Regions from separate parts of the Mus musculus genome. Here all the other regions are linked to region 1. A link is a contact called in public ChIA-PET, Hi-C, HiChIP or PLAC-seq and promoter capture Hi-C data. All regions are on one chromosome and are shown on one strand. Each heading gives the region's core, a stretch centred on a gene start, on an enhancer-like site or on the middle of the called end of the contact. The rest is flanking DNA. Distances are from core to core; before and after follow the strand shown. Region 1 holds the start of Atp1b3 (ATPase, Na+/K+ transporting, beta 3 polypeptide). Region 2 has its middle 30 kb from the start of C430002N11Rik. Region 3 has its middle 53 kb from the start of C430002N11Rik. Region 4 has its middle 19 kb from the start of Rasa2. Region 5 has its middle 39 kb from the start of Rasa2. Region 6 holds the start of E030011O05Rik (RIKEN cDNA E030011O05 gene). Region 7 holds the start of Zbtb38 (zinc finger and BTB domain containing 38).

Region 1 (3,269 bases), core at 257-2,756:
CTGGACTGGGATTAAAGGAGACTGGGCTCTTTTCTTGGCCCCATGGAATATGTAATTTTACAAAGAATCACAACCTCTGGGTTTCATTTCTGAACTAGAGGTTGGAATTTAAGAAAACAAAACAAAACCCCCCAAACCTTCCATGGCTCCTTTCAGCTTGTGATAGAGTGTCAAAGAGCCTTGCACCCTAGAGGAGCTCACTTCAGTGAACAAGTCATTTTGTGAGCCATATCTCACTTATGGTCTTCAATGCTTCTCTTAAAAATGCCATGCCCCAACGGCTCTCAGCTCTAAAAATCCATTCTTACTCAGAATGGAAAAAAAAAAATCTGTCCTTACCCATTAACAAAATACTCTTAAAAAAGGATTTCAAAAAGGTAAAATTGTCTAAATAGAAAGGCAATAAATGGAATACACTTGTCCACCTTCACTAACATTTTTTTTGACCCCTCACCTTAAAAGCAGCACAAAACCCAGAAGACCGATCAACTCGGATTCACTATTTCGTTTTAAAACAATGAGTTCGCACAGAGAAAATCTGTTAACATTCAACCACCACTCGGATGTTTTGAAGGTACGGGAGGAGGGGGTGTTTAATAGGACCGTCTTTCCCCAAAGCAAAATCTGCAAGGCAGAAAAGCGCTGTGATCTCCGAGGAGGAGGAGAAGGAGGAGGAGGAAGAAGCCCTCTCGGAGCCGGCCTTTCTCAGTCGGAATTCAAGTGCTTTTTCGCGGACAATGTGCCCCAGTGATTAACTCCCCGTCACACGTCCCTGCAACCCACACACGCCCGGAGCTCGCCCGCACTGTCCCGGCCGTCTGGGTGGCAGCGCCGCCGAGTCACAAGATAGCGGGCAGTGGAAATTTCCTCTCCCCAGGCAGGCGAGGGGCAGGTCCGGCTTCCCCAGTCCGCGCGGCCCGCGCCTCCAGGGCGCGCGCCCTACAAAGGAGGCCCGGCCCGGCCGGCCGGTCCCGCTTCCGGCGCCGCTCGCGGCGGGAACCGGCAGCACGTGTGCCCCGCTCGGGCTGGCCAAGCGGCCGCCCAGCCTCGGAGCCGGACCGCCGGGCCGCCCGCAATGAATGGGGCCGTCCGCCGCGCCGCCCGCCCCGCCGCGCGCTCACCCCAGCTCTTGGAGGTGCGCCCCAGAAACTCTCCGCTGCTCGGGTTGTAGATGAACAGCTTCCACTCGGCCAGGCTCTGGTGGAAGGATTTCTTCTCAGTCTTCGTCATGATGGGCGTGTGGAAGTCGAGGTGAACGGAGGCCGCGGGGCTGGAGGCGACGAGGGGCTCGGCGGCGCGTCCTGGCGACGGCGGCGGCGCAGCCCAGCGACAACAGCGGAGGACGGCACGGCCGGGAACAACTCTTCGTTACGAGACCACTAGAGCCGACTGCGCCGCGCCGCGCCGGGCGGCCGCAGGGGCCCCGGGAGCCTGACGTCTCCGCCCGCCGCAGCCAATCCCCGCGCCGCTGGCGCGCACCGCGGCCGCTGCCTCCCGCCCGGCTGGGCGCGGCCCAAAGGCCCAGAGCCGCCCGGATGACCCCGCCCCCGACAACACGCCACGCCCACATCTCCAAGGTCCGCCCTTGACGCCAGAGCCACGCCCCCAGCCAAGCCACGCCCCAGCCGGGCTACTTGCCCCTGTAGCCCCCGCCCAGGTGCGAGGAAGCCAGCGCGGCGGGGCTGCGGGCGGAAGTCTGCCGGGCACACTGACCGGCAGGGTGGTGGCCCGAGGAAGGTGGGCGTAGGAGGCTACAGCGCTCTCCACTGGAAGCCCAGGCCGTGGCTGGGCTTAGTGGAAGCCCAGCCTGAGACTTAGTGGTCAAAGCCTGGAGCACATACTTGGCCCCGGAGCCTTCTGCAATACGCCGTGGCGCGTTCTCCTTGGGGCTCTGTGACGTCTTTAAACGGCACCTGCTGCAGGGCCTCGGGCAGCGTTTGTAGCGTCTAGTGTGGACTAGCTGCTTTTGGGTTGCCTGAGGGTCATGGCAGTTTTATTCTAAATATGCTATCGTTAACCAAATGGAGTACAGTATACTTTTTCTCCAGATTCAGTCGAGCATATCAATGAAATCAATATAAATATTTTCCCAAGATTTCCGCTCACTAAAGCCTTGCTTTTTTTTTTTTTTTTCTTTTCTGGCTCGGTCACTCCAATTGTTAACTACAATACTTGATGGAGTACAAGGTTAAGGTTGTTAGAGTTAGGGATAGATGCCTGAACCACTCGGCTGGTGTTTTCTTTGCCACTGGTGGCCGCTACGCCTAGGCGGAGCCAGGAATTCAGGCTGCATTCTGAAATTCTGAAACACCATAAATGGGATTTTAAAAGACTCAAAATGGAAGTTTGAACAGAAGGTGAGGTTATTTTGATTTTTTGTTTTTGTTTCCGGAAAAGAGATGTTAAATAACCTCTGTTAAATAGCAATAATGAATGAATAAATGCAATCCCATTTTGTTTGCAATAATTTCATTAACCACGCCCACCCATACGTTTATGACTATCCAAAATCCAGTTTGGTTTTGTTTGTGACAGAATCTTGCTGTGTAGCTTCAGCTGACTTGACATTGTGTATCCCACACTCTTGTCCTCCTGCCTCGACTTCCTGGGTACTGAGATCACAGGCATGTGCTACCATGCCTGATTTACAGGGGATTTTTGTTTGTTTTCAACTGTTGTTTTTCTGGGGTTAGGGTTATTGGGAGAGGAGGGAACCAAGGACCATGCACATGACAAGCATGTCACCAACTGAACTACATCCTCCGCCCTCCAGTTATTTGTTTGTTTTCCAAGACAGGGTTTCTCTGTGTTGCCCTGGCTGCCTTGGAACTCACTCTGCAGACCAGGCTAGTTTCCAGATCACAGAGTGCTGCCTCTGCCTCTGGAGTGCTGTGACTTAAAGGCCTGCACTCACCTCTCTCTGCCTCCGGTTACTTTTTTGGTCTAATAACACCAAAAAAATTTTCAGAAGCAATTTGTAGAGTTTGACATGAAGCTGATTTTAGAAATACCAAAATATTACACAAGAAGCCTAGAATGCTTCTCTAGATTATAGGTAAGGCTAAAAGCTAAGGAATGGAAATAATTTTACCTCAAAACCTGAACTGCACACTAGGGTAGCTAGAATACTGATAGGATTAACTATGAGCTTTTTATATATGCAAACCGATGAAAGATACATCATCTATCTGGGATAAAATATAAAAATATATCTGCTTATTTTGTGTGTGTGCATGTATAACAAGCATGCTTTAAGAAATAATTACCTA
Region 2 (3,497 bases), core at 493-2,992, 430 kb after region 1:
ACAGAGAGCCTGGGCGAGGGGTTGCTTACAGAGAGCCTGGGCGAGGGGTGCCGGGATGAAGCTTTTCCTCTCCAAAGGCCACAGCTGGACGGATTTTACCCCTCAGGGACGAGGGCTTCCGTGAACTTGCATAGATGGAGTCCTCTTCCCTGGTCTTGCCAGGCTTAAAGACTCTAGCCACTCCCAGAGGCCACATGCAATTAAGGCAGAAGTACATATAGCAAGTTGGGTCTTGTGACCCTCCCTAGCCTTCCATGAAAGGATGTAAGTGGTCAACAAGCCCAACTGTGATAATTCTTTTGTATGGGGGCCCAACTATACTTTACAAGACAGAAAACATATAACAACAACAACAACAACAACAACAACAACAAAATAGTCTTATTTTAAAAATTCAAATAACATTATTACTGTGAAAACAGGGATTTTTTTTTTCCTCCTCCTTTTTGCAACCCGGGATTTTAGACAGGGTTTTATGTACCCTGGACTGATGTTAAAACTAACAAGCAGATAGGGACACCTTGAAAGGCGTTTTCTTCCTGACCTCCGGAGCCCACATGCTGGGATACATCCAGTTCCTATAAATAGCTTAAACTGTGTAGATCCTAAAAGGGTCTGAGAGACCTCCACAAGGTTCAAGAAATAGAGCAACATGTCAGTACCTCTGAGTAGTCTATTCTTCATGACTGACTGCAGGATTGTGTCCTACGATACACTATCTCATAGAACACACTAATACCAGTCATTGTAGCTCCCTAAGAGTTAGGGACCTGTGTACTTGACTTAGGAGTTTAGGGGGGAAATTACTATGGGTTGTATAACCATCCACAATTCTGGACAGGGTTTATCACTTATTGGTATACAGCAATTATCCAGCATGTGCAAGGAACTGGGTTCAGGATCCCAGGACGCAGAGGTAAAATCCAAAAACATTAGTGATAATGTGTGGTGGGCCAGGCCTATAATCCCAGTATTCAGGAGGCCAGCCTTATCTACTCAGTCATATATAAATCATAAGCGAGGGGCAGGGTGGTGCATGCTTTTAATCCAAGTGCTTGGGAGACCAAGGCAGGTGAATCATTACAAGTTCAAGGCTAGCCTGGTCAGCTATGGCCAGCTCAGGATGACACAGTGAAACAGAAAAAAAGGAAAAGAAGGGAGGGAGGGAGGGAGGGAGGGAGGGAGGGAGGGAGGGAGGGAGGGAGGGAGGGAGGGAGAGAGGGAGAAAAAGAGGGAGGGAGGGAGGGAGAATTCTAATGAGGGAAACTCAGTGTTAGCTTTTTCAGTGGTGTACTTTTGGCCTCATTCTCTCTCTTCACCATCATTTAACCTTCCCATTCCCCCCCCCCCCCCCCCGTTATCTTTCAGGCCCTCTCATGTCCTGTAGCTTCCTCTTAGTCCACTCCATTCCCATTTCTGAATGCTCCCATCACAATCCTCAGATTTTTGTTTTGTTTTAAGGGGAGCAGGGGCTGGGGGGGAGCAGTGGGGAGTGGGGTAGGATGGGGTGTGATCTTTAAGGGCTGACAAGCTTTGAAGGAGACAGATTTAAAAAACAAAAATAAAAAGGCTGGGGTCCCAAATAAGTTGGAGTCTGAGGAATGACACTGAGTGGAGAGTCTTAGCAAGGAGACTAACAACCTCCAGAACCCCAGGTATTCGCTAGTATGAGCTGGATGGGCAGGGTCACAGGAAAACGTGGTCGGGAGCCACAGTACTGTTCACACTTGTTCCCACAGCCTGCAGGCACAGCAGAAGCTGCAAGAGAACTGTGACACGTGACACTCTACAGATCACGCCTGGAGGTTCAAGACTGTCTCTTCTTTCAAGAGGGAGCCTGACTGCGGATAAGGAGGAGCTGAAACCATGATCTGTTTCCCAGGGGACCAGTAGGGAAAAATGGCACCGGCCCAAGCAGCCTCAGAGCCATCCTAACAAAGCCTGGCTTTCTGTAACTCACAACCGAGCCCTGGAGGCTGACACCCCACAAGGGCCCCAGAGGACCCTCCCTACTGCAGGGCTTCTCACTCCACTTTCAACTTAAGGCTGCCCTAGGGGAAGAGGAGTTGTGGGGTAGGGGGCGAAGCTTTCTGGGAAATTCAGCCCTTTTCAAGAGGCTTCTGGGAGTTGTAGTTCATATAGGTCTTTGCATGCAAGCACGTTTCTGTGTGTGTCCCTGCGCCGCCCCCCCCCCCCCCCCCCCCGTTGAGGCTTCTATTGCTCCAGAACCCTGGGAAAGGTCATAGTTTCTAGTTCCTGGAGGCATCCGACCTGATGGAATCATAGCAGAAAATGAACTTTTGATATATGTAATATAATTCTACACTTGTCTTTTAACGGATTACTGTGCATTGCTTTGCTGTATCAGGCCTGACTCACGCTCTCACTTACATATTTTAAAATGTCCTTATATATGACTTTCAAGAAGTCTGATATGCAACATGATGGGGAAATTTCAGAAACTTTTTCAGTTAGATTTTGTTTTAATGCAAACACTTGTAATTTTTTTTTTGTATGACAAAAGTCTTTGTGTTGTCAAATCCTTTTAAATAAAAGAGATTTGGAGAAAAATTAGGAATTCTTACAGGCTGATGATTTTTAAAGATTATGCAATGTTTATGCTTATTAGTGACATCTATAGTTTGTACTGTATTGTAGATATATATTTGTATAAATAAACGTACAAATGAGGCTATACACTAAGGTTACATATAAACTAATATTCTAAAGAAATCTATGATTGTCATTATTAAAGCATAATGTCAGTATTCAGAAACTCAAAACATCTAATTTTATGATCTTTCCTTATCCTAGGCCAAGTTTTTAAAAAGGACAATTGGATAACTTAAAGGCATATGGAGTTGTTTACTTTGGACATAATATTTTATAGCAATCTATGGATTATTTCTTTTAAAAATCTAGGTGAGCTATGAAAATTTTATATAGGTACAGGGGCTTTAAAAGAAAATATTATAAGATTAATAGTTATACTAAAATATTGAATTAGCTATAGCTTTAATGTTTATATGATTTCCTATCTATATTCATTATGTGTATATGTATGTGTCTGCATGAGTTTATGTGCACTATGTGTAGGTACACCAGAGAGCAAGTATAGGGCGCCAGACATCTGGAACTGGAGTTAGGAGCGTCTCTATACTGGCCATGGTCACTCATCTTTGGCTCCAGGATAAGCTCTTTCTTGGTCCCTTTGAAGGGAGACTTGTGTTCTGCATTAACAATGCAGAATGCCTTACCAGGCTGGGGGGTCACATAAAATTGTTCTTGGTCCATGTATGTTCCCACTAAGAGCCTCATTTCTGGGCAGTAGCATGACTCAAACACTGTATTTTAAGCAGAGCTGCTCTTTATATAAAGGGAGTAAACACTAATCATATTGAAAGTCTTACTGTTATGCTGTAGACAGTGGCAATAACTAAACCACCTTGTCTTGTCACTGGCCAAACTTTCTGCAAAATTCTAACTCTAGAATCTTG
Region 3 (3,186 bases), core at 321-2,820, 450 kb after region 1:
TTTTCAATTAAGGTATTTTCTCAATTAGTGATCAAGGGTGGGAGGTCCCCTTGTGGGTGGTGCTATTCCTGGGCTGGTTGTCCTGGGTCCTGTAAGAGAGCAGGTTGAGCAAGGCAGGGGGAGCAAGCCAGTAAGTAACATCTGTCCATTGCCTCTGCATCAGCTCCTGCTTTCTGTCCTGCTTGAGTTCCAGTCCTGGCTTCCTTTGGTGATGAAGAGCAATGTGGAAAATGTAAGCCGAATAAACCCTTTCCTCCCCACCTTGCTTCTTGGTCATGATGTTTGTGCAGGAATAGAAAGCCTGACTAAGACAAACCCCAAATAAACTCTTCCTTGTGTAAATTACCTTGATCTCAGCAATAGAAAAGTAATTAATGCACTTAAATTGAAGCAGCTTTGACAGGAACAGCAATGTGCCTAATAAACTCACTGCTTCCTTGGAATCAAGGAGCCCCTGTTCTGCCCGTGTGACGTCCGCAGGCATCTGAGATCCTGAGAGCATGCTGGACCCATTTGAAAGGATTGACACATGACTTTATTGCTTAAGCCATGGTGATCAGGTTTGGGTAGCATGAAACCTAACAGTGACCCAGATTGTTCAGGGGACTATTATGCGGTGTCCTGCTTAAGAACATGGTCCTAGCTGTCTCTTGTGACCCAGATGTAGCTGTCTCTTGTGACCCAGATGTAGCTGTCTCTTGTGACCCAGATGTAGCTGTCTCTTGTGACCCAGATGTAGCTGTCTCTTGTGAGACTATGCCGGGGCCTAGCAAACACAGAAGTGGATGCTCACAGTCAGCTAATGGATGGATCACAGGGCTCCCAATGGAGGAGCTAGAGAAAGTACCCAAGGAGCTAAAGGGATCTTCAACCCTATAGGTGGAACAACATTATGAACTAACCAGTACCCCTGAGCTCTTGACTCTAGCTGCATATGTATCAAAAGATGGCCTAGTCGGCCATCACTGGAAAGAGAGGCCCATTGGACACGCAGACTTTGTGTGCCCCGGTACAGGGGAACGCCAGGGCCAAAGGGGGGAAGTGGGTGGGTAGGGGAGTGGGGGTGGGTGGGTAAGGGGGACTTTTGGTATAGCATTGGAAATGTAAATGAGCTAAATACCTAATAAAAAATGGAAAAAAAAAATAAAAAAATAAAAGTAGTAAAAATTTTAAAAAAAAAAAAAAAAAAAAAAAAAAAGAACATGGTCCTAGCCAGGCGGTGGTGCACGCTTTTAATCCCAGCAGAGGCAGGTGGCTCTCTGAGTTTGAAGCCAGCTTGGTCTACAGAGTGAGTTGCAGGATAGCAAGGGCTATACAGAGAAACCTTGTCTTGAAAAACAAAACAAAACAAACAAAACAAACAAAGAGAACATGTTCCTTTAATCCAATTCTGCTTCACACCAGCTAGCTCTGTGAATCACCCAGTCAAACTTTTCTATAAAATGTGAACGATATAATACATTTGTTTTCATGTGTAACTCCTGAGTCACTGGCTTGTTTTACTTTGCCTTAGGCTTTCTCAGATGTTAGCATGGAAAAGCTTGCCTGTGGAAACTCCTCCATGACAGGCAAACAAGGGCAGTTTGTCGACTTCTTAAAACACAAGCGAACCTACTTTTCTATAAGGCAGACCCAACCCTAAAGACCAATAGCTTATTTGATGCTGCCCTCTAGTGGTTGAACACACTATCGCTCGCTACATTGTTTTACTTAAAGAAAAATAAGCCAGGATGGCTGGAATAGTCCCTAACCATTTAGACTTAAATTTGTAACTGCAGCGACCCCCATTTTTAATTTACTGACATCCTTCTCCAAACACAACATCTGGTAGGACTGCTGCAGAGGCCATAGGAAACGCCCCTTACTAAGGCCGCTCAGTCTCTTCCAGGGAATAGAGTGGCCAGAGCCCCTGTGTCTACCTAGGCTGGACTCAAGGCAGACTATTTAGAAAAGCATTCTCCTCTCTTGGAAGACTCACGCAGCCCATGTAGGGAGGCAGGACTCTCACTCGGCTGACACATCTGAAGTCAGCCCCAAGGGTATCCTCCTGCTGAGGGTACCGCAGCCCTGAGGAGTTCTGTTCCTCTTGGTGACCCTTTCCTCACGGATGCTCATCTGTCCCAGCTGTTAGCCAGGCCTCAGCAGCTAGGAGGGCCTGGTCATGCCTGTGTATTCGGCTGATTCCTCATGGACAGATTTGTGACTGAGCTAGCTCCTGGTAGGTGTGAACACAGGGCTACACTCCTGATACTCAGTTGCAAGTCTTGAGCCATGAGGATCGGGCTGGCATCCCACTAGCCACTACTTTACCCTGTGTATCTGCAGCTACATTCTATCTAACACATCAGGGTGACCTACCCAGCCTGGGATGCTGAACCCGCCTCGAGGGGCTTTCTGAAGATTCAGCGAGGCGTGTATCCCCACCTTTCCTGTCCTAGTTCTTGGGTTCTGAAAAAGGGATTTACCGAAGACTTCTTCCAAGTCTAATTCTGCTGAGCCTATGATGAAAGACCTTCGATCAGGTGTTTAGTAGTTTTCTTGGAAAGCCATTTATTATTGCTAATTATTACCACCAGGCCAGCAGCACAGGCCTGTACTCAGGAGGCTGAGGCAGGAGGACCTTGAGGTTACGGTCTGATGGGAGGCTAAGGCCACCTGGGCACATCACTGAGCTCCTCTTTTGAAAGAGGAACACGGTTGTGGATGTGGCTTAGTGGCAGAGTGCTTACCTAGCATGTGCGAGGCCCTGGGTTCGATTCCTGGCACTAAAACGAGTAAACTCTAATTCCAATAGCATATAGTTGAGTTTGTTAAGTCTGTTCAAAGCGAAGCTTGACAAAGAATGCTCAGCCCAGCGTGGTAACGGCCACTTGCAGTTCCAGCACAGGGAGAAAGGAGAGGCAAGGAGCCGAGAAAGGGGCCTGGGGGGGGGGGGCGAGGGGGTAGGGGTCTGTGTATGTGTGTGTGGGGGTGGAACATGAAGTTGAGTAGGAGGCAGAAATGAATCTGGACAAGTTGGAAGATGGGGCTGCATATGGTAAAAAATGTTTTATATGAAATTCTCAAAGAATAAGAATGTTTTTATTTATTTTTGAATTATTTATTTTATTTATATGAGTACACTGTTGCTGTCTTCAGACACACCAGAAGAGGGCATGTGATCCCATTACAGATGGTTGTGAGCCA
Region 4 (3,120 bases), core at 20-2,519, 290 kb after region 1:
ACCACTGGGATTGCGGTTCAATCCCCAGAGCTGCATCCATCCAGGAAGAGTGGCACATACTGTAATCTCAGCACTCCAAAAGCACCCATAGGAGGAACAGAAGTTCAAAGTCCTTATAGGCTAAATCATGAGTTTGAAGCCAGCCTGGGATGCATCAGACCCTGTCTCAGTGTCCTCTGGGAGAAAAAAAAAATTACCCCCAGTTGAGAATCTTTGCTCTATATACCCATTTCTTATACAGCATCAGGGTCACTGTGGTCATCAACCTGTCAAGACTGAGAGCTCTGTTCACCAGTGACTGGGTGAGGTTCAAAGAAATAGTCTTGACAAGAACTCCCCTAGATCTTAAGGAATAGCAAAGATACAAGAACGGAATCCACAGCAACTCCTATTCAAATCCGTCTTGTATTTCCTCTAATGTACAACAGTAGCTGGGCTCCTCGCTGTCTCTTCCTGGGACGCCATTCTCTGTCATTTCTATGTGTCTGCCTTCCTTTTCCCCTCTGATACCTTTGGGCACACTCCATGTCCTGTGCTCTTTAGAGGATCTTTCAAGACAAACTGGTTATTGGTTTCTCTTCAGAATCCACCCATCGGCGTATCCATTTCTTGCCTCCTTCTCAGTCCCTTAATTTGGCACCCCAAAGCCCAAAGATCTGGTCTGGACCCTCTAAGCTCTTCTGCACAGTTGCATGTGGGTGGATGGGAGGAACTGAGCAGCCCAAGTGGCACCCAATTTAGCAGTGGGGAGGAGGCTGGAAAGGGCTGGCAACAATTCTCTGTGAGGAGGGCTGCAGATTCTTGTCACCCCACTCACAGATGTGCAGAGACAGCATACTATCTTTGTTTCTCTAAAACTGCGCTCTCCTCTCCGCATAATAGAAGGGGAGTATTCAAATGAAATTATTGAAATAAGCACAACAAATAAGTAGTCCATCTCGTCTGGTCAAAAACATAAAAACACTCTTAGTTTTTGGTTATCTGCTTCCTCTTTTTAAAAAATCTTCTAGAGATGGTGTTTGGGTCTGGGATAGAATCACGGCTATCGGATTCTTCCGAGACAGAGAGAAGCTGGGCTCCTGCGGTCCACTCCTGCTGAGTTTCGCTAGGTGGGTGGTCGGCACACTGCCTGTGTTTCACCTGTGAGGATGAGACTGAGTCTGCTCCTAGTCTGTTTGTGTGCACCTGCTGTTGTGCAGTGATTCTAGTGCCTGCGGTCTGGTCCTTCCTGGCTTGGAAGGACCTGCGTGTGTTCCCTGATGACTCAGTGCTGCTCTGGCGAGGACTCTGACCCCACATCCTCCATCTGGCTCGTCCCCAGAGTGTCCGCCCCCACCTTACTAGTGACTCACCTTTCTCTCGTGATGCTTGGCACATGGAGGCCTGTTGGCTCTCAGCTCAGTCAGCTTAGCTACTTTTCTACTGTGGTCCTAGGGGTAGCCCAGGACATTGTATTCAACCCTTCTCCCTAAATAACCTTGCACCCACTCCTAGGGGGCTAGGCAACATGATAGGTGAACCCCTCCCTCCCATGGGTCCCAAAGACAGGATCTTCAGGTACCCTCCACCTTCCCCCACCAACCCGATATAAGCAGGGCCAGGAGAGGAGAGACAATACTTGAATCAGATGGCGACCTCCCTCTTCTTTCTGTCCCTTCCTAAGGAGTTTATGGGGTCCAGCAGGATGGGCTTTTTTCTCACCCTGTCTCCAGCACTTCTGACATAAAACTCCATGATTAACTGGCTCAGGTGCCAACAAGCAAGGCAGAGCAATATGTGACTCTGTACGGACGGTCTCTCCTACACAGCTCTTTAAGTTACTATTTGGCAAAAAAAAAAAAAAAAAAAAAAAAAAGTCTGAAAAGTCTATTTAGTAGAGGATTTAAACATTACCTTCTCCTGTTTACTCTTTCTTTTCATTTCTTCTGTAAAATTCTAAGCATAGTCTAGGCAACTGGAAACCTCTGGAAGGGTAAGAGAGGGTCAGCATGTGATACACGAGAAAGGAGGCCACGTATCTGATATTTTAAAAGGTGGTTGCCAGCCTGGATGTGTTTATAGTTTACTGTCCACACATCATCTCTAATGTGGTTGTTCCACTGAGGCCTGCCTGCAGGCTGAGACCGCAGCCCTGTGGGTAGACCACATCTGTCCAGGCAATGGCCGGAAGAAGTACAGATCTCCAGACAGGAAACTAGACCACGCAGAGCAACTGCTGACGAACAGGAGAAGGGGTGCTTTGCTGTCCTCAGGTCTGGACTGCAAAGATGAGGAGTTTCTCTACTGTGGGCAAATTTCGTCACAACCCCAGTTAGGCCAGGTTCTTTGAAGAGAGACTTCTTTAGGTCCAGGTTCAGAAGATTAGCAAAACAAAATCTTTATATGGAAGGAATAAAACAGGGATAACAATCTTTTATTTTGCAGGTAAGTTTATTTAAGAAGAATCACTGTTTGTGGTTTTATATCATCAGTACTTCTGCTGTTTTAAAAAAGAACTTGGGGGCTGGAGAGATGGCTTAGGGGTTAAGAGCACTGGTTGCTCTTTGGAGGACCCAGGCTCAATTCCTAGCACCCACAGGGCAGTTCACAACTGTCTGTAACTCTAGTTCCAGGAGATCCAACAATCCTCACACAGACATATTTGCAGGCAAAACACTGATGCACATAGCTAAAAATAAATAAATCTTTTAGGAAAAAAAAATAAAAGAGGACCCTTTCAGGCGGTGGAGATGGTTTGGCAATTACAGCTCTTACAAGCAAGAATTTGAATAGTCAGCGCCCATGTAAATGTCATGTAAATTCCAGGAGGGTGAGGGGGCCCACCTGTAATTCAGCCTGGGAAGGTGAAGACAGGATCCTTGCAGCAAGGCAAGACCAGCTCTGGGTTTGACTGAGAGACTCAAAGAATAAGGTGGAAGAATGATGAGAAAGATTTTGAGATCAGCCTTGGACACACACACACACACACACACACACGCACACACACATGTACACGTATTTGAATATGTATGTATATACCTGCATACTATATATGCTCACATGTATTTGAATATGTAGGTACACATGCATATTACATATACATGAGAAGAAGAAAAAGAATAATTTTTTAAAGGGACTTTT
Region 5 (3,324 bases), core at 86-2,585, 310 kb after region 1:
TGCACACAGTTCTGCACTGATTCCCTTCAACTTGCTGCGCAGGGAGCAAGGCAGGCACAAGTGTGAGAAGAGCTGCGTTGGACTCCCTCCTGGTACATCAGTGACCTCTGCTGGTGGGATTTCCCTCTCCCTGTGCACAGAAGTAGCATCCCTCCATGACAGTGGTTCTGCTGCCTTCAGATGCCACCACACTGCAGAGCTGGTGGGCTTCCCTGCTTATACTTTCATTGGGGGACAGGACTGCAGCCGCCAGAAAGTCTAAGTAAGCCTCCACCGGCTTATTCTCAAAGCATGTTCACTTTCAGATACAACTATATTTATTTAAAAATTCTCAAAGAGATTGCAGGAGAGGTGGCTCTTGCAGTGAGCCCGATTTTGGTCCCCAGGGTCACATCAGCCACTTACAATGGCTTCTAACTCCAGCTCCAGAGGGATCCAACACCTCTGACTTCTGCAGGCATCTGCACACAAACGCACATGTCTGCACACAGACATGCAGAATTGAAAATAAAAAAATGAATATTAAAACAAAATTCTCCAAAAGGGAGGCAGCTAGATGGTTCAGCTTGAATACGGGAATTTATTCTCTGAGATCCAAATGGTTTGAAGGAGAGGACCGACTCCTGAAAGTTCTCTGACCTCACGTGTGTGAAATGGCCTGTGTTCCTGAATACACACACATGCATGTGTGAACACACAGGTACACACAAATTAAACAAAATTTAAGTCTCAAAAAGAACATGTCTAAAACCAAATGCTACTAGCTAAACGAGTCTGAATATATGTTGCCCTGGCTGTCCTGGAGCTTGGTATGTAGGCCAGGCTCGACCTTGCCTGTGCTGAGATTAAAGGCATGGAGCACCATGCCATCCCAAACGTCCCTAAAAAAAAAAAAAACAGCCCAGCAAAGTGAAATCGATACTATCAGAGTAAGGTTACTTTTCAGATCCATGGTGGGCAGCTGCTGAGGCATCCTTTATAGATGCACAAATTCACATCTTCTATCGCTGCAGTTCATCTAACTCACAAATCAACGCAAAACGCTGCTGCCGCTCACTCATTAGCCCACATCTAGGTCAGGCGGATCTTTGATTGACTGTCCAGGCACAGCTGTCCTGGGGAACTCCAGCCCAGGAAGCTAAGCAGTCAAATTGAAGCCGTGATGACAGATCTTCCAGCATCCTGCAGGGTTTTGTTTTTAACAGCTTTTCCCCAAACCTCTTGTCTTTGTAGGACCACGGGGTGGCACTCGAGAGCCTTTTCCAGCGTGAGGTTCACCTGTGGGTGGAGCCTGTGCATCTGTCTTCCGCTGCGGGGTTCTGACTCTACAGTGAGAGCTCATTGGACCAGGGGCAAACTCCTGACCATGGAGGAACCAATCCGCGCACGCGGGGCATGGCAGGTCGGAAAATGCCTGGGAAGTGGGGAGACCGCATCTTCCACCCACAGCCTGGAAGAGCAGAGGCGGTTCCTCAGCCCACAGAGATGCACAGAGATGACTGGAGAGTGGGACGCAGCCGAGATGAGATGTCGCAGAGAGAGATTTCTACTTCTAGTTCAACTTTGGCCCAGCCTCCTTTGTAGGGTTTTCCCCTTCCATCATGGCATTTGTTCAGGCAAGGAGAATTCTCGAAGACACGAGCTTTTGTTTATATGACATTCAAAACAAAGAGCAGAATTCTGAATAGCTTGGAGAAACTCAGAATTTGAACTCATGCAAACTTCCAAGAAACCTCATAATGGGATGGGGTTTTGTCTGTCAGGACTTTGTGTTTAAAAGAGAGAGAGACACACAGAAAGCCTTTTCCCCAATTTATTTTTACATTTGCTATAAAAATCTATCAAAAATGTGTAAGCAAAAGCAAAAGATTGAAAACAAATGGTCACCATTAGCAAACTCGTTACACGTTCATCATACAGTTACACGTTAGGCAGGCATTGAAAGACCAAGAGGGGTAGGTTGTTCCTGCATTCTAGTTTAAAGAGACAGTATAGCTGGTCGTGGTGGTCCACGCCTTTAATCCCAGCACTCGGGAGGCAAAGGCAGGTGGATTTCTGAGTTTGAGGCCAGCCTGGTCTACAGAGTGAGTCCCAGGACAGCCAGGGCTACACAGAGAAACCTTGTCTCGAAAAACCAAAAAGGGCAAGAATGTACATGTACACACACACACACACACACACACACACACACAAAGGGGGTGCAGGGTGGGCAGAGGGGTCTCTGACATCTACAGAATGATTGTATCGTGTGAAAACAATGTTCCCACATACATGTATTAGCTCTTTCAATACACAGCGGCTACATATGTGTACACAACTATACTAAGCTGCTTTTTACCTTTATTGAGTTTATACTTAATCTACTTTATAGGAGATACTTCTCTTAACCTTGAGAGCTCCTGGAAATTGGGTCGATCTTCATAGCTGTCTGTCCTGCCGTGCTTCTGCGAGCTGATTGGACAACCAGGGAGAGGCAGGATGGGAAGTTCACGGTTGCTTGTTCCGTATACAGAGTGACATGTGGAAGGGTGTAGTTTGTGGATTGGTAAATTGATATCTGAAGTTGAGGAATTGCCCAGTAAATAAACAGGGTGTCTCATCTCTGTTCTAAGTACATTTTCAACACCTAGACGAGTGGAGTCATTGGCTTGGGCCCGCAGGCTCCGCATCTAGTGATTAGTGAAAGTAATACCTTTTCCCCCAGATTCTTTTAAATAAAGATGAAAGCATCTGGCGCACCGCCTGGCCGGGTCTTGGCTGATGTTGAATGTTTGGTGCTGTTTTAATCAGCTTTTTCTTCAATGTGTCCTAAAAGGAGGTTGTACCACTTACGTTAGAAGAGACCGAGTATCAGCTATGAGCCAGCGCTGTGTTGTGTTTGAATTCAGTTTCAGAGGAGATTGTTAGACGTAGCTCGCTGAATTTCGTTGCTGTTGACAGGCTGGTCTCCAACTCGTTGTCATTATTGTAGGTCTGTTTTTGTGTATGTGAGTGAGATTATAATATAATGACATCACTTCTTCCTTCTCTTCCTCCCTCCAAACCCTCCAATAGATCCTTCCATGGTCTCTTCTAAACTCATGGCCTCTTTTTTTTTTTCATTGATCATTGTTATGTGCCATCCATATATATATATATATATATATATATATATATATATATATATATATGCCGTGACTGTATACTGTTGCTTGTATGTATGTTTTCAGGGCTGAGCACTTGGCATTGGTTGACCATTGGTATGTTCTTCACTGGGGAAGACCACACCCCTTCCCCCAGCATTCTTACTCGTCTGTAGTTCTTTGTGAAGGGGTTGAGGCTTTG
Region 6 (3,536 bases), core at 348-2,847, 390 kb after region 1:
ACCCTTTTCTTTATTATTCTAAAACTTTAAAAAAAAAGTAGAATTAGAGACTTAAATATACGACTCACCAAAGTATTTGTCACACAGCACTCAGCTCTTTCAGCCACAGGAACAGTAGGACGTCATGGCCTCAATTCAAGACAGCTCGGTCTGTAAAATTATATTTAAAAAGTAAAACACAAGACCTACAAACCATATATTAAAGTGCGATAGTTAATCACACAGGGAGTTTGTTCACAATGAATTTGTGTTTCCATTAAATGACAAACTTCTGCATTGCCTTAAAGTAAGGTCCATTTTTTATAGTGCCCGAAACCACATTAATGTATGAAGAACAGACAGTGTGCTGTTCTTCATACATTAATGAAGAACACACAGAAAATAGACGCTCACTCGGGAGGTGACTTGAGAAGCCAGAAGAACAGAGGGAAATCTATATCTATGCCTGTCTGCTCCGCAGTTCTCATGCATGTGCATAAAATGCTTTTCACAGAAACTGAAATTTCCTGAGTAGAAACTTCTAGAACATATAAATGACAGGTTTTGCCTAGACCTAGGAGGTTTTAGACAAAACTAAAACAGACAACCTACGTTTCACCTTTGCGCTTAACCTCCCCGCGGCAGCGTTAAGAGGAAACAAAGAACCCTAACCAGGACAGCCCTGAGACGATGAAGGTGCATCAGCCTGAGTGGTGAACAAGCTCCCATGGCAGACTGAGGACCCTTCCTAACAGGCTTGCCATTCTTCCCCCAGGCCCCCAAAGTGGGAAAGTACTATTTGGCAGCATATGTTTGCCTAGAATGGGGCTTGCTTTTAAGTCTCATCACCCCATAGAAGATCCATGAAGCAAGCAGTCCAGACCCCCAAACAAACATTTTGGCCTTCTTGAAGCAGGGCTCAGGTTGGGAGAGAAAACGAGGAGCCTGGTCCCTGGTGTTCCCCCTGAGTAGCTTTTGCTTCTGCACTCTTGTTTGGCTCTGTGGGGAAGAGAGAGAGAGCAGGCCCCTCTGAGGCTGTATTTAGAAAGAGTCCCAAAGGCTGTCCCCACACCCTCTCTGGGTCTCGGCCTGCCAGGCCCAGCTCTCAGGAGCAAGATGGCGCCCATAATGCTGGGCCATGACTGAGGGGCTAAGGGTGGGCCTTCACTTACTCGGAGGTGCTGGCTCCTTGGAAGCCCACACTCTGCCAACTCCCTGGGCTCAGGAGTTACCAACCGCATTCGTCCTCTGGATTCCTCAACTCCTGGTTGAGATGTGCTCCACATAATTTTCTCATGACGTCACTCATTCTGACTGCTTAGATTTGGAAAGTTGATCTATAAGAAAAGGCCGCCTTACGGCTTAAAAAGAAGAAGAAAAAAGGTTAAGATGGGTTGTGGGGAGATGGGGAGAGCACAGCAGTGAGCTCCCGGTTTTGAGATTTGCTGCCGCTATGAGAACCACTCCCTGGCCAGGTTCCTGGCTGCAAACCGAGGCCAGTGGCAAGCCGTGGGTGACGTCAGGGCCAGGCCTGAGTCATAGCCAGTGGCCCGGCTGCCCTGCCACTCGGAAAGGGACAAAAGGAACCTTTGATGTCCAGAGGCCCTCCTCTCTTGCAGGCTGGCTGCGCTGAACAGCAGGCCAGAACATTCCAGCTGTCTCCCCGCCCCACCCGCCTCCCTTCCTCCTTCCGGAACAGTCCCAGACAGATTCAACAAGGCCTCCCTGAAGGGCATCGCCCTCCTGTACAGCCAGGGTGAGACCACTCTCTGTAACCGAGAAGCCTGGAAGAACAGGGGTTCCCCCAGGACCCTCTCACTTCCCCTATCACGTATCTTCCTTCTTGTAGCTCTCACCTTAGCAGAGTCTTAATGGTATTTAAAGACGAGGAAAGATGGACTCACTGTCACTGTCCCTGGGCAGCCCCCAGTGCTTGGGGCGTGTTTGCTTCTCCATGTGCTGTGGAAGCAGGCCTCAGCTCTCTGCTCTCTTCAGCCTGGGTCTCAGTGGCTTTTGTCTTGGAAGACCTAGTCATACCCCAGTACCTGGCATGAAGCTTACTAAGTACACTATGAATGAATGAATGAATGAATGAGTGAGTGAGTGAGTGAGTGAGTGAGTGAGTGAGTGAGTGGTTGAATGAAAACTTTAAAATAAATGTGGAGGGCATATACTGAAAACTTACTGTGAATGTTTAAGTCTCCACGGTAAATACTTTATGTCAGTATTTCACTTTTTGTGACAAAGCTGTGCTTCCTACATCTATAGATGAGGAAACGGGTTCTCAGATTCGTCTCTTAAGTCTCACAGCTAATCAGTGGCAGAGCCTGGGTTGTCAGACCTCAAATCCTCTTTTAGCTTCCAAGTTGAGAGGCTGGCGTGAATGAAGGGCTGCCGACTGATGCGCCTCCCAGGGGAGGAAAGACAAGAATAAAGGTCTTGAAACCTGGCCAACCCTACAGGAACACTGCAGACCCATCAGGTATGTTCTATCTAGGTGAGGTAGGCCTCCTGTGCTCTTGATGGGCCAATACCACAGGCTTGACAAGCGACCGGTCTGTCCTGAGAAACTGGAGCCAGACAAAGCAAGGGAAGCCCAGTGGCCGAAGCTCTGGAGTGTGGTGGGAGAGCTACGGCAGGCAGAGCACCTCAGAGGAAGCCATGGCCACCTCGCCGTTGTCTTCCTGAACTCCACGTGCAGCAGTGAGATTAAAGGGCTGGGCCTGGGCAGGTTGGAAAGCTAAGGGGGAAAGGACACAGGAATGTTCTGGAGAACTGGAAGGCCCACATGAGGAGGTGAAGCAAATGTGTTTTCTGAGGACAAGAAGGGGCCTCAGCCTAACAGAAGCAGCACCGTTCTTAGGCTATCTCTGTCCCACTGGGAATAGTGATGAGGCTAGATCACATTGAGAGCCCCTGCTGTGCTCTAAGTGCCAAGGCAGGGGTGTCAGGAAGAAAGTCTGCTCAAGACTTGGGTCCCCATCAGGATGGGCTCCTTGGCACCTTCTCCACGGTGGTGGCTTGTGATTCTGTCTTGTACTTTTCCATGACTCTCCAATGCCTCATTTCAAGAGGAAGACAAAAGTCAGGAATTTCCAGCCCTGTAGGAAAGGCACTGGAGACTTAGGTATCAGTGACTGTGGTTTCATAGTGTTTCCTCTCTCTGGAGGCGGGGCAGGTTCAGGTCATGGGACCTCTCACCATGGCTCATAGAGCCTGCCTCTGGTGAGCACCTTTTCCTGAGAGCTCTGCGGTTCTGGTTCCGTTCCGTGATTCTCGGGAATCACGCTTGTTTAGTGGAGTTGGGATCCGTGGAATTAGCAGATAATCTCAGAGGAGAACCCCGCATGCTCTTCATCAAAGGAGAAGTGATAACAGCCAGTGTCTACAGAAGTGCCACCGGTGCCTCTCTGCTCTGCTTCCCTGGGGACAGGGTGGGGCAGGGGGCGGGGAGGGGGGGTGGTCTAGCCCACTCCACAGACACCAGTCTTTATTTCTTTAATAAGAAGACTAGTGGTTCACTGTTTTCCACTGTACCTAGTGACAGGGCAAACAGA
Region 7 (3,244 bases), core at 121-2,620, 360 kb after region 1:
TTGCCGTTAGTATATGTGAGGTGCCTTTAGGACATCGGGAACTCCACCAAGTGCTCTCAGCGGATGGGTAAATCTCCGTAACACCCCTCAGCTGTAGGGAACAGTTCCCCATTTTACAGCTGCAAACAGTGCCGTGAACCTGTTTCTGGAGGTCACCCTGGGTGAGTGTCGGGATTCAAACCCAGGTTAACATCAGCACAAACCCAGTCTGATTTGGGTGCAAAATCCCCACCACAGAACGCTAAATTGGAGTCTTAAAGGCTTTTTTGACAGTGACCCATTTTATTACAAATGATGTTATATAAGCCAAAGGCTTCATTAAACTATGCTTATCTGTACTGTGTGCAACGGTTACTTTTTCTAGTCTTTTCGCACTATATATTCTAATCTTTTCAAAATTTTCAGCAATGACCCATCAAAGGAATTCTAATGCGTGTTTGGTCCTGGAAAAACACTGGTAGAAGGCCTATCATCCTAGCAGTCAGTCAACCGCTGCAAGTGGCAAGTTCGAAACCAGCTTGGGCTAACCTATTAACCATTCTAGGCTCCTTAACCAGACCCTGTCACAAAACACAAACTCTGCTCTTTGATCTTAGCTACTGTAAGACGCTATAAGTTTCTCTGAAACCACAACAAAACGAGTCTTTCCAGCCACGCGAACCAGAGCAAGCACTTGAGCTTCCCAATTAGGTGAATGCCCTTTAACCTTTCAAATATGCATACGCAACATAAACGGTTATCATTTAGAACCGATCATTACAAGGGTTTTCCAATCAGGCCCAATATCCAGAATGGGAACCAGGCACTTACCCACCGCAAAGCAGGAGTTATAAAGTGGAAGCGCAGACAGATTAAAATCTCAGGTTATTTATCAGCTAACCTGCAAAGAGGTGTCTAAAGGCTGACTGTTGAATTGTCCCAACGGACAGACGGCTGCAGCAAGCAGGAGCAGGAGGCCAAGGCTGCAACCCCTGGAGGCAGGGCCCTGCCTTTGAACATCCGGTTCAATTCCAGGGGCTTGGTGTCGCACTAGGATCTCATCGCGAACGGGTAGGGTCAGGAAGCAGCCCGGGTTTGCGCTTCACCGGAGGGGAGGCGCGACAGTCCCGAGCCCCAGGTGCGCGTCACTCCCCGCTGCCCCCCTGCAGCCGAGCCTGGTGGGGCGGGACGCGGGCACCTGCGGACGCTGGCTGCTCCGTAGGCTCCGCTCCGCTCCGCGTCCGCTGCAGCCCGGCGCGAGCGCTGCCCACCGGCTCCCGCCTCCCCACCTCCACGCCCCGGAGTCGCGCGGACCCCGCGCACTTACGGGGCTCCGCTCCGCCGCCCGCGCGCTTCCCGCGGGGTCCATGGCGCTTCCGGACCTGCGAGTCCGGCCGCAGCGCCGCCCAGAAAATGGACGCCGGCGGCTGGGCCCGGACGCCCCGGTCTGCCCCTGGTGCAGTGCAGGCCGGACGGTCGCTCGACCTCGGGCGCCGACGCGCAGGGCTTCCGGGACGCTGCAGGCCGCGAGGCTCCCGCACCCCCCGGCGCCACTGCGGCAGAGCCAGGCTCGCACAGATGCTGCGCAGCCACCGAGCAGGCCCCGGGCACCCTATGCAGTTTTAACCCGCACCAAATTCTGAGAACAGGGTGTCACCTGTGCTTTCTCATGGCTGTCAGGGGACGCCTGGATTATTTCCCACCATGGTATAAGAACTGTTTCATGCAATGAAAAAAATAAAAGCCACCGACTGCCCGCTGACATCCTTCCCACACAGATTCGCAGTGTGGCACCTACTGCCCCACGCACACCTAAGTGCAGGTGTTTGTTTTGAACCATCCAGCATTGAGTCTTTAGTATTTTTTGTTTGTTTTTAGTTTTTGATTTTGTGTGTGTGTGTGTGTGTGTGTGTGTGTGTGTGTGTCCTTTGGAAAACGACTCGCTCCCTGGCAAAACCTTAAGGTTTTGAAAAAGGGTATTTTCCTGGAATACAGTACTTGCCATTTATGCACCCCAGTTCCTTGACCAAACATTAAGAATATGATCATTTTGGTGAGCTGAGTAGATTTTTAATACTATATGCAAAGTAAAGCCCCATAAACGATGCAGGAAGAATGGTGTCACTTAAAAAAATGCAGAGTTGTGAAGGCTGACAGGTTGGGCAACGTGCATACACATGTAACGAGCAGTTCCCGACCTTCTCGATGCCAAACACCCTTTTATTCTCTCGCTCCATAGGCCAGTGTTCACAGATTAACTCCACTAAACTGCATGTATTAAGTAATGATTCATCTTCCCCTTAAAAAAAAAGGGAGCTTGAATGTTTTTGTCTACATAACTGCCAATGAGAACTTCCACAAGACCTGATCTAACTTGTTGGCAATGGTAGATACCAGCCTTAAAAAACAAAACTGAAGAAACTCGTGGTCTAATTGCCTGTTTGTGTTTCCATTGAGGCTTTTAGAAACTCTGAAGATGATTTTAAAATTCGGGAAAACTGGTGCACAAAGACTGGGAAGTCTGTAAGCTGTATGGCTGTGGCTGATTCCCTGGGACCGGTGGGAGGTAGCGGGCAAGGTTGGTTGGCCTTCTGGATTCAGCAGGCCTGTGTTGACAGCCTAGGTTTGTTGCTATGTACGGCCACTTCTCTGACCTTCAGCTTTGGTACCTAACATGCAATATGTTTTAGTATTAATGTCTACCTCCTAGGTGATTTTTTTAAATTGAATTAAATAATACACGTGGATCATTTACAATAGCACCTAGCATTGTAAGTGCTCTCTAACTTCAGACACGTCTGAGCATTGAAGGTTAACTATTCTGAGTTAGGGCTTCTGTTGTTTATAGTGGTTTTACATTGGTGATCTGCTAGGGTCACTTGGGACCTATGACCTAAGTCTGACTCCAGGGTGTTCGGGGAAGTGTCTTGATCAGATCCTGTCAACGGTGTGTGAGTAGTGAAACTTGGCTCTGGCTTTAAGAGTCAGTGTGTGGATGGCTCCTTACCTCTAGCGGGCCATCACAAACACTTGCAATTTTTTCTCATGGGAGCCAAATATTTCTCCAGAAGCAAGCATATTTCCTCACATTGTTTTAAGAACTGAACTATCACAGCAATGGCTTGAAGCTTATGTAATAAGCCAGTCGTTCAAAAATTTCCATCCTTCCTCATAACCAGACTCTCAATCATCCTTCTGAGTGTGGGGGAACTATTTGGAAATTTCCGGAAACATCCCATCTTATCATAAGTACGCTCTTTTCTGT

What was found. A called contact is a pair of places that touch in the nucleus more often than the background predicts. ChIA-PET counts read pairs in DNA pulled down with a chosen protein or histone mark. HiChIP or PLAC-seq counts read pairs in DNA pulled down with a chosen protein or histone mark. Capture Hi-C pulls out chosen DNA fragments and counts their contacts.
Region 2: an RNA polymerase II ChIA-PET map of memory CD8 T cells shows a contact between it and region 1, with 106 read pairs. The contact joins the enhancer-like site here to the promoter of Atp1b3 in region 1. A contact is called at or near these places in 8 of 39 promoter capture datasets (the 3T3-L1 cell line, 3T3-L1-derived adipocytes, the C10 cell line and 4 more), 7 of 484 Hi-C or Micro-C datasets (the G1E-ER4 cell line, the N1E-115 cell line, cerebral cortex and 3 more) and 7 of 115 datasets of contacts at active chromatin or transcription factors (the 230-238 cell line, effector CD8 T cells, embryonic stem cells and 3 more).
Region 3: a contact with region 1 is called in a Hi-C map of cerebellum, with 2.1 times the contacts expected there. The contact joins the enhancer-like site here to the promoter of Atp1b3 in region 1. A contact is called at or near these places in 8 of 39 promoter capture datasets (the 3T3-L1 cell line, the C10 cell line, cranial neural crest and 3 more), 6 of 484 Hi-C or Micro-C datasets (the G1E-ER4 cell line, cardiomyocytes, cerebellum and 2 more), 6 of 115 datasets of contacts at active chromatin or transcription factors (T-cell acute lymphoblastic leukemia, astrocytes, bone marrow-derived dendritic cells and 3 more) and 1 of 9 other capture datasets (embryonic stem cells).
Region 4: a contact with region 1 is called in an H3K4me3 HiChIP or PLAC-seq map of the 230-238 cell line, with 15 read pairs. The contact joins the enhancer-like site here to the promoter of Atp1b3 in region 1. A contact is called at or near these places in 1 of 39 promoter capture datasets (the C10 cell line), 3 of 484 Hi-C or Micro-C datasets (the G1E-ER4 cell line and uterus) and 3 of 115 datasets of contacts at active chromatin or transcription factors (the 230-238 cell line, astrocytes and microglia).
Region 5: a contact with region 1 is called in an RNA polymerase II ChIA-PET map of memory CD8 T cells, with 58 read pairs. The contact joins the enhancer-like site here to the promoter of Atp1b3 in region 1. A contact is called at or near these places in 2 of 39 promoter capture datasets (the C10 cell line and cranial neural crest), 2 of 484 Hi-C or Micro-C datasets (the G1E-ER4 cell line and cerebral cortex) and 6 of 115 datasets of contacts at active chromatin or transcription factors (the 230-238 cell line, astrocytes, effector CD8 T cells and 3 more).
Region 6: a contact with region 1 is called in a promoter capture Hi-C map of adipose tissue. The contact joins the promoter of E030011O05Rik here to the promoter of Atp1b3 in region 1. A contact is called at or near these places in 4 of 39 promoter capture datasets (the C10 cell line, hippocampal neurons and pre-B cells), 3 of 115 datasets of contacts at active chromatin or transcription factors (effector CD8 T cells, memory CD8 T cells and pro-B cells) and 1 of 9 other capture datasets (adipose tissue).
Region 7: a contact with region 1 is called in an RNA polymerase II ChIA-PET map of memory CD8 T cells, with 115 read pairs. The contact joins the promoter of Zbtb38 here to the promoter of Atp1b3 in region 1. A contact is called at or near these places in 8 of 39 promoter capture datasets (the 3T3-L1 cell line, 3T3-L1-derived adipocytes, the C10 cell line and 4 more), 2 of 484 Hi-C or Micro-C datasets (CD4 T cells and embryonic stem cells), 5 of 115 datasets of contacts at active chromatin or transcription factors (the 230-238 cell line, acute myeloid leukemia, double positive thymocytes and 2 more) and 3 of 9 other capture datasets (adipose tissue, liver and macrophages).

The regions. Positions count from the first base shown.
Region 1 is chr9:96,362,925-96,366,193 of GRCm38.p6, forward strand. It overlaps Atp1b3 (ATPase, Na+/K+ transporting, beta 3 polypeptide), which reads right to left and starts at 1,507. Exons shown (of 7, transcript NM_007502.5): 1 at 1,122-1,507. The coding sequence starts at 1,230.
Region 2 is chr9:96,793,754-96,797,250 of GRCm38.p6, forward strand. No RefSeq gene overlaps it. Among named protein-coding and RNA genes, the nearest start is that of C430002N11Rik, 30 kb to the left of the region's middle. Within about 2 kb of position 1,743, at least 223 of the 459 cell types and tissues checked have an H3K27ac peak or open chromatin away from gene starts, as enhancers often do. A contact at or near this core is called in the 230-238 cell line, the G1E-ER4 cell line, the HPC-7 cell line and 9 more, where this site is marked.
Region 3 is chr9:96,817,076-96,820,261 of GRCm38.p6, forward strand. No RefSeq gene overlaps it. Among named protein-coding and RNA genes, the nearest start is that of C430002N11Rik, 53 kb to the left of the region's middle. Within about 2 kb of position 1,571, at least 41 of the 459 cell types and tissues checked have an H3K27ac peak or open chromatin away from gene starts, as enhancers often do. A contact at or near this core is called in the G1E-ER4 cell line and cerebellum, where this site is marked.
Region 4 is chr9:96,648,847-96,651,966 of GRCm38.p6, forward strand. No RefSeq gene overlaps it. Among named protein-coding and RNA genes, the nearest start is that of Rasa2, 19 kb to the left of the region's middle. Within about 2 kb of position 1,270, at least 121 of the 459 cell types and tissues checked have an H3K27ac peak or open chromatin away from gene starts, as enhancers often do. A contact at or near this core is called in the 230-238 cell line and the G1E-ER4 cell line, where this site is marked.
Region 5 is chr9:96,668,711-96,672,034 of GRCm38.p6, forward strand. No RefSeq gene overlaps it. Among named protein-coding and RNA genes, the nearest start is that of Rasa2, 39 kb to the left of the region's middle. Within about 2 kb of position 1,336, at least 263 of the 459 cell types and tissues checked have an H3K27ac peak or open chromatin away from gene starts, as enhancers often do. A contact at or near this core is called in the 230-238 cell line, the G1E-ER4 cell line, cerebral cortex and 2 more, where this site is marked.
Region 6 is chr9:96,751,234-96,754,769 of GRCm38.p6, forward strand. E030011O05Rik (RIKEN cDNA E030011O05 gene) reads right to left here and starts at 1,598. Exons shown (of 4, transcript NR_015511.2): 1 at 1,152-1,598; 2 at 69-150.
Region 7 is chr9:96,718,480-96,721,723 of GRCm38.p6, forward strand. Zbtb38 (zinc finger and BTB domain containing 38) reads right to left here and starts at 1,371. Exons shown (of 3, transcript NM_001359959.1): 1 at 1,307-1,371.